Regions from separate parts of the Mus musculus genome. Here region 2 is linked to region 1. A link is a contact called in public HiChIP or PLAC-seq data. All regions are on one chromosome and are shown on one strand. The core of a region is the stretch at or near the end of the contact, and the rest is flanking DNA. Distances in the headings are between cores, read along the strand shown. Region 1 holds the start of Grtp1 (GH regulated TBC protein 1). Region 2 holds the start of Cdc16 (CDC16 cell division cycle 16).

Region 1 (3,992 bases), core at 635-3,134:
CTACTTCCTGTACTGACGTGCTCCAGGGGACACATTAAGGCAATCCCCAGTGTTACTTCTGTGGTAGACTAGAGCCTGGGGTGGGAGGGAAGTGGCTTCATTGTGTATCTTTCTGTATAACTAAAATGTTCACTGTGGGCATGAACTATGTATTAAGTGTAAATAAAACTTCTAACCTTAGAAGACTAAAAAGTAGTGTTTGTTGAAAACATGCTTGAACACGGAGAGAGTAAGTGCAAAGGGAAAGATGATATAGGGAACACATTAGCTCACAGAGACAGGGAACACGTTAGCTCACAGAGACAGAGAACAAGTTAGTGCTCAGAGACGACCGCATCCCCTCTGCCTTTACACTTGCCCCTACCCCTATGCTTGGGTCATCATGAATTTTGAGCAGCCAATCCCCCCAAGGTCACACTGTAGGTCTGTCTACCTGGCCACCTGGCAAACACCTTCAGGCACTCCTTTAACAAATATGAAGTCCCTATTATCTCAATGAAGCGATGAGGATTCCACAGCAAAATAAACAAAAAGCCCTGCAAGCAGGGAGGGGCCTTTGGTTCTACAGAGAAGAAAAATGACTATCAAGAATGGTATAGGGGAAGGAAAAAAAAAAAAAAAAAAAACGCTTGGAGAGGCATGGTAGTTCCTGTTCAGAGAAAGAGGAAAGTTTGTCTTGGAACTGGACTTCCAGGAGCCCAGCCCTAGGTACCCCACCCCTACCCATCTCTGAGAGATAGGCGCTGTTCTAACCCCCCTCAGAACACAAGGCCTTCTCGAGGCTTCCCAGGAAATATGGACTTTGCCCATCTACAGTTAAGAGGGCGTGGTGACCATGGAGAAAATTCAACCAGGTAAGGAGCTCTCCCATCTGCTGTGTGGCACAAACACACCCTCCTAGGGGGTCTCATGATGTCCCAGAAGTCGCGCTTGGGGGTGGTGGGGTTCAACTATAGAGGGGTCCAGTTCCTATGGAAATGCAGTGTATGCTCGTGTGCAGGGTAGTGATGGTGTTCGTAGGTCTGGCTTTGGGAGTTCCGGCTGGTGGGGATCCTGCTGCTGAGGAGTCCCATTTAAAGAGGGATCCCTCTACTGCGGGGCGGGGGAGTCATGCTCACAGGTTTCACAGGGTTCTACTGTTGGGGAGTCATGCCATAGGGACTGTAACTACTGCAGGGTAACAGCTACTGCTGGGAGGTCCTGCAGTCCAGAGGTCTCGCTGGGGGTCTCGCCACAGGGGTTCTGGCCCTTGGGAGAAAGTCCTGTTTGTTTGAATGGCCGCTATGCCAGCCAGCATCAGGCCTCTCACCTGTCACGCTTTTCCGGACACCACCGTTTCCTTTTAGAAGTTTGGACCATTTGATCGCCCTCTTGGTGAGTATCACCAGGTACGTGGAAAAGAATTCTTCATAAGCCGCATAGTCAAAGTCTTCGGGCCTTTCAAACCCATACGGATCGATCCTACAAACAAAAAGAACCTGTTTCCCCGAACCAAGTTTCCGCGCCTGCGGGGATGCGGCTGGGGTCCAAGAGCTCCGACACCCGACACCCCTCGGTCCGCCCCTCCGTCCATCCTCAGTTCACCTTCCCTTCCTCTCTTCCTCCCCTCCTCCATCCCCTCCACCCCCTCATGCCCCTCGCTCTCCGTGGACCAGAGCGCGTCCCCCGCGCAGCATCGACTGGCTCAGACCCAGTCCGGAGAGGGCGCCCAGCACCCCGCGCGCGCGGCCTCCGCACCCACCTGGGCACCCGAGCTCGCGCCGCCTGCGCGCGCTCTGCGGGATCCATGCGGAGAAGGGCCAGGGACCGCGGGACTCACAACCTCTGCAGCCCCGAGCGCTGGACCCCGGTGCGCCGCTGGCCCCGGGGCGCGCGAGTGCTTCCGGCGGGGGCGTGGCCGAGACGGGGGCGGGGTGGGGACGAGGGGCGGAGTCAGTGGGGGCGGGGCGGGGTAGAGTGGACGGAGCGGGGCTGGGGTGGGGGCGGTGTCGGAGATGGGAGCGCCTAGGGACCCGAACCGAGTGCACCTGCTGCAGCCTGGCACTAGGGATTTGAAAATCCATGGAGATGGAAACCTATGCCGAGGTTAGAAGACCTGGATCCACTTTGCAGGATTTTAAATATCCTTCAAGCCTCAGTGCCTGGCAGACTGGACTTTGGACTTCGGACTTCCAGCTCCGATGCTGAAAAAGGAGGGTTTTTTTGTTTGTTTGTTTTTCCACTTTGCTTCCTTGCTTGTCGAGGCTGAGAACATACGGTGTTTTTGAGGGCCACCATCAAAGGGTACTCGCTTCTCCAAACCTTGGAACCCGAGGTCTAGCCTTGGAAAGAGTTGCCGCCTTACCATCTCTCCTCGCCTAGGGAAGCCCCAGCTGTGTGCGCTACTGCAGGGTCACAGTGCCGCGGTGCCGAGCTTCTTTCGTGGTCCCTGTCGCCGTCCGTTTCTTGAGATTTCAGACTCTGGGCTTGGAAACCAGTTGACTGCCTTTCTTAGCGAGGTGCCCTCGGAAACCTGTGGAGGAATGTTTGGATTATGAATGCTCACCGTGCCGAGGTAAAGCATAGGGCTTTGGCGCCTTCGGGCCCTGTGGTCAGCGGTGGGACGGATCGGACGTTGCAGAAGCACTTTTCTGTGGTGTTTAGAAGGTGCTACCCACCTTCAGCTGACTGTAGTTGGAATGACCCTCAGCTGGACTTTGGGAACTCACTTGAACTAGTTAGAAACTTCAAAGTACCTAGCAGGAAGCGGCGGGGGTGGGGTGGGGGTGGGATTAGAATTTAGCCTGGTCCACTGGGACACTTGGATACCCCACTGTAAATGATCCTGACCTCAGCGCCAAGAATACAGGCAGCACCCGGTGGGACCGGTTCTCTCTCTCTCTCTCCCTCTCTCTGTCTCTCTCTCAAGGCTACATACGCAGCTCTGCCCTTTACTTCATTTTCTCTAGGTTTTGAGACTACTGTAAGACAGATGAGAAAACCTGAGGTTTGTATTGCTTTCCCTCCTCCTTGCTTTGACCAAACTCTGCTGAACAAGGATTCTCTACCAAAGCCTTGGTGCCTCCATCTTTCTTTCTTTTATTTTGTATTTATTTATTTATTTTATTCTTTTTACTTTCTTTTATTGGGGGGGGGCAGTGTCTCACTGTGTAGCTCTGGTTGGTCTGGAACTCACTATGAACACCAGGCTGGTATTGAACTCAGAGAGATCTACCTGTGCCTGCCTAACACACACACACACATCCTGAGCAATGGGAATAAAGGCACATGCCACCATATCTAGCCCCATCTTTCTTTTAGAATACAGCAAGAAATGAACCTGAAAATCCAGTTAGAGCTGCAGATTTGAGCTTCTCTGTTGACATTGGATGAAACTTAGTGCTGGCATGAGCAGAACCCCAAATTCTAGCTCCCACAGTCGCCCAGAGTGCTTGCTGCCTCTGGGGAAAAACGTGCAGAGATCAGCTCAGCCCAGCAGTGAACAGTGTTTTAACACCAAGTGTCCTTGCCAGTGCTCTGACCTTGACCTTTCCCCAGTGGTGACTCAGACCACAGACTGGACTACATTCTCTTCATACACAACTTTCCCCTTGGTCTGACCACACAGAGCTGGAACATTTCCTCCTCCATATTTCCTCCTCCTCCTCCTCCTCCTCCTCCTCCTCCTCTTCTACCTCTTCTTCCCGCTCCTCCTCCTTCTTGTTGATTTAGTTGGTTAGTTGGTTAGTTGGTTGGTTGGCTTTTTGAGACCTGGTCTCTGTCTGTACTTCTCTATCCTGGAGCTCACTATGTAGACCAGGCTGGCCTTGAAACCACAGAGATCCTCCTTCTTCTGCCTCCCAAGCCTAAGTCTTTCTTCCCTGTGACTTCCCTGTGACTGGCTGTTGCAACCAAAACAAATAAAAGAGACATTTGCAAGGTCAAATATGATAGCCCCCTCCTTGTCCCTTTTCCATGTCCAGCTCCCACCTCTCAGTCCGGCACCCTAGCCT
Region 2 (3,992 bases), core at 508-3,007, 560 kb after region 1:
AATTAAGAGCACGCAGTGGTCCAGTCCTTGAGTATCACAGCCCCTCAGGCAAGAGATAAAGGGATTGCATCATAGCTCAACCTACTCTGATGGATACAACAAGAAACATTCAGGTGTTGTTGACACTGGGCCACAAAGTTTATCCTAGAGAACTGCACAGTTGAGTTACACACAAAACAAACCACATACGAACCTCATAGTGTTTTAAGGAAGTTTATACTATTCCCTTGGGCCACATTTATAGCTCTCCTCTGTCACATGGGACCTACCGCCACAGACTGGAGAACTCTATAAAACATCGCAAAGAACAAGGTGGCTTCCGATGAAGAAAAGCATTTAAAGTATCCTCGTGAGCCAAGCACGTCTCAGAATGAAATATTGTACCTCTCAGCTTGCTTGTAGAAGAGGAGATATATTTGTAATTACACACACAGACAAAGTACAGAAAGGATGCAGAGGAGGATATGCTAGGTAGGATATGTTAGGTAGGATATGCTAGGTAGGATATGTTGTAGTCGCTACATCTGGGAAGACAAAGGAAAAGAGGAACTCCATAGTGTTGTTGTAGGCTTTACAGAGAGATCATGGGAAACTCAAGACAATTCAGGAAAATTCACTGCAGACAGGAGAGGCAGATGGGGCTCCTTAATATTCTGCAAGCATACACTTGTGCTTCGTACTGTCGTAAAGAAACCTGCAATGCATTCTGCAAATAGCTCAACACATACACACTGCTAATCGTTTGTTTGTCCCAAGTGTCTCTCCAGGAACAATGAAGGTCTCGGCAGCCTGGGACGGTGCAAACCCAGCTGCACAGAGCAATAACAGGAAGAAGTGCAGGAGACATACGGAGACACAAACCAGTATAATCTCAGGAGTAAGGCTGACCCTTGACCAGAGGCAGTATTAAACTTTGGAATAATTGCCTTTGTTTGCTCTTTATAAGGTTTTCTTGGCTGGAGATGAGATAAAAAGACGGGGTGTTAGAATGTTAATCCGCTTCTTTCTCAGATAACTAGCTCTCTGAATAACATCTGACTTAAAGATTAAATTCCTGTCTTTGATGTTTACCATCTGTGGTGACAGCACAAATTTCCTTTATAAAACAATTCTATTCGTAAAATGAATGAAAACAGCCGTAAATATGGTCAACTATGCCTTACCACACACCCGCTTCAAGTCAATAAGTACGGTTGGATCACTACCTACAAATGGAGAAGACAGGAAAAGTGTGTGTGTCCTTAAAATATTACCCTGTCATACATATGTGTCATTCACAGAAAAGGATGCAGCCAACTGCTCACAGGGGTGAGAGCAGAACATTTGAGTGGTACCAGTCTCTATACTTTCAAAAGGCTGCACAGTGCACAGAATGGAATTTTAAGAACACAAAATACCCTGTGTGGTGATGGACCTCTTTATTTCCAGCACCCAAGGAGGTGTGTTTGTGTGTGTGTGTGTGTGTGTGTGTGTGTGTGTGTGTGTAGGAGTCTGAAAGTAAGAGGCCAGTCTGGTACCCAGGGACAGCTCTGGACCACCCAGGACTGTAGAGAGAAAAATTCGATCTTAAAAATATCCGGTAGGGAGAAGGGTAGCTATAGAAGCGTCTCTTCCACTCCCGGAAGGCACGGAGTCCCGCTAGATCCCTTTTCCCTCCCGGACAAAGGCGAACAGGTTAGGACTAGGAGCTGGCGCCCAAGATCGCCACGGAACCATTAGAGTGGGCACACACCCGACGGGGGGAACGCTTTTGCACGGGACTTCCGGGGTAGGGCCTGTCGGAGCGGAAGTGCCGTGTGGCGCGCGGGGTCTGGTCCGGGCGGTGGTCGGCGGGCTTGGGTCCCTCGACACCCCGGGGGCGCGCGGAGGCTCGAGAGGGCGTCGGGTGCCTGCCCTGGCCTCGCGGCCATGAACCTGGAGCCGCTGCGCAAACGCGTCCGGCAGTACCTGGACCAGGTGCGCGGCGGGGGGCCGGACGCTGGGCTTCGGGGCGGTGGGGCCCGGCGGGGAGCGCGGCCCCGATGGCTCCGATCCTGCGTGGACTGCGGGAGCAGGGCTGGGCTGGGCTGGGACGGCTGCACTGGGACCTTGGAATCTGGCCGGACCGTAGGACATTTGGGAGGATTTAGTTGTGTTTCTTATTGGACAGAATACTTGGGAAGACAAGCTAGCTGTCTCCAGTTAGGACTGGAAACAATACCCCGTGCTGGATCTTCAGCCTCCGCGCTGCTCTCGAGTGGACAAGCCGGGACTATTCGAGGGAAGGGGTGTCTCTGGGGTCCACGTCATTGTCATGTCATTTGGTTTTTTGCTAAAATGCTTGCTCTCCCGATAAATGGGAAACGGAAGAGATGCTAAGTGAATGAGCCAGAGGTTTGCACTTCGCTGGAAGGCTGCGTGCTAAGGGGCAGTCGGTTTGTGATTATTTTCTTTGGCACTGAGATGTAGAGAGGACAATGTGGGCCTCTTTTTTCACTCTGGGGGCATCTGTTCAGAGCAGATTCTCGGGTCCATAAGACTTTCTCCTGGCTACTCATTGGGCTACCCTGTTCTGACTATATCCTGAGGAACTGAGGCAGAGGCAGTAAGAGCTAGGGATCAGCACTAACCAGGACAGATTCCTGAGTGTCTTTCCGCTGTCAGATTAAGTGTTGTTAGAGTTGACTACAGGGGGCGACATTGCCCATGACCAGTGACTGTTAAGGGTTATGGGTTTAATTGTGAAATATTTGAATCTAGTGCTCTGCTAGATGCTACTTTAGGATTCATTTGAGCTTGTGGGAAGTGTTATTACATAAATGTCAGTATCAGAAGTTCTAGATGACTGCATTTCAATCGCTTATGCACTGTTTTAGATACTAGCTGATACATTTTTGGTAGTGTATGAGTTAAACTGCTATCTTGAATTGTATATATGAAGTTCTTACGGTAATGACGACCTAAAACTCACACTAGCTGAGCTGTAAAATACAGGTGATTGGTGGGCCCCGTGCTACATCTAAGAACGTGTTGTAGTGAGTGGTGGATTTGGTGTGTGGATTTATATTAGTCGACTGTGGGGGCAACAGCAGTCACCCTGTGTTTGCTTTTTGTATGCAGCAACAGTATCAAAGTGCTCTGTTTTGGGCAGACAAGGTAGCTTCACTCTCTCATGGTGAGTGACATGCAATTTATTTCCCCTAATTAATCTCTAGAAAGCTCCCCATGAGCCTCTGACCACTTGTGTAATTTTGCCCCTCAGAGGAGCCCCAGGATGTTTATTGGTTGGCTCAGTGCCTTTACCTCACAGCGCAGTACCACCGAGCAGCCCATGCGCTCCGGTCACGCAAGCTGGACAAAGTAAGTACCGAAGCTGTGGGAGATGTCGGAAACGCCACTGGGGCCTCATGTTGGGTGTGTGTTTAAAAGAACTCCAATTTTTTATTTTTATGAGAAAAAAAATGTTTTATCGGTTGGTTTGGGTTTTTCTTGGGGGTTCGGGGGCTGTTGAGACCAGGTTTCTCTAAGTAGCAGCCCTGGCTGTCCTGGAACTCAATTGGTATATCAGGCTGGCTCTAACTCACATATATCTGCCTACCTTTACCTCGTGCTGGGATCAAAGGTGTGTCCCACCACACCTGGCTAAGAGCTTTTTTTTTTTATTTTTATTTATGTGTTTATGTGTGTGCCACATGAGTGTGGGTGCCTCCAGAAACCGGAAGGCAGCATTGGATTCTTTGGAACTGAAGTTCCAGGCACTGTGAAGTGCTCTCTGAGCAATGGGAACAGACTTGTGTTCTTTGGAAGAGCAGCAGGCACTCTTAACTGCCAAGCCATCTCTTCAGCCTAAGAGCAAGGCTCTCACTTCAAGTCCCAATCTTTCATTTCCCACCTCTTGCCCACCTGTCTGGTCTCTTAAATTCTCATTGTAATGGTTTTGCTTTTGTTTGCTTGAAATTTTTTGTTATTTTGCTTGTTTTTTGTTTTTCCAGACAGGGTTTCTCTGTATAGCC

What was found. HiChIP or PLAC-seq counts read pairs in DNA pulled down with a chosen protein or histone mark.
Region 2: a contact with region 1 is called in an H3K27ac HiChIP or PLAC-seq map of microglia, with 6 times the contacts expected there. The contact joins the promoter of Cdc16 here to the promoter of Grtp1 in region 1. A contact is called at or near these places in 3 of 39 promoter capture datasets (liver, pre-B cells and stem cell-derived epiblast-like cells) and 3 of 115 datasets of contacts at active chromatin or transcription factors (embryonic stem cells, microglia and pancreatic cancer cells).

The regions. Positions count from the first base shown.
Region 1 is chr8:13,198,740-13,202,731 of GRCm38.p6, forward strand. It overlaps Grtp1 (GH regulated TBC protein 1), which reads right to left and starts at 1,885. Exons shown (of 8, transcript NM_025768.2): 1 at 1,742-1,885; 2 at 1,310-1,461. The coding sequence starts at 1,788. It overlaps 2810030D12Rik (RIKEN cDNA 2810030D12 gene), which reads left to right and starts at 2,043. Exons shown (of 2, transcript NR_166508.1): 1 at 2,043-2,554; 2 at 2,949-3,051.
Region 2 is chr8:13,755,899-13,759,890 of GRCm38.p6, forward strand. Cdc16 (CDC16 cell division cycle 16) reads left to right here and starts at 1,758. Exons shown (of 18, transcript NM_027276.3): 1 at 1,758-1,956; 2 at 3,100-3,154; 3 at 3,242-3,339. The coding sequence starts at 1,909. All of the region lies in intron 1 of Gm46032 (a long non-coding RNA gene), which reads right to left.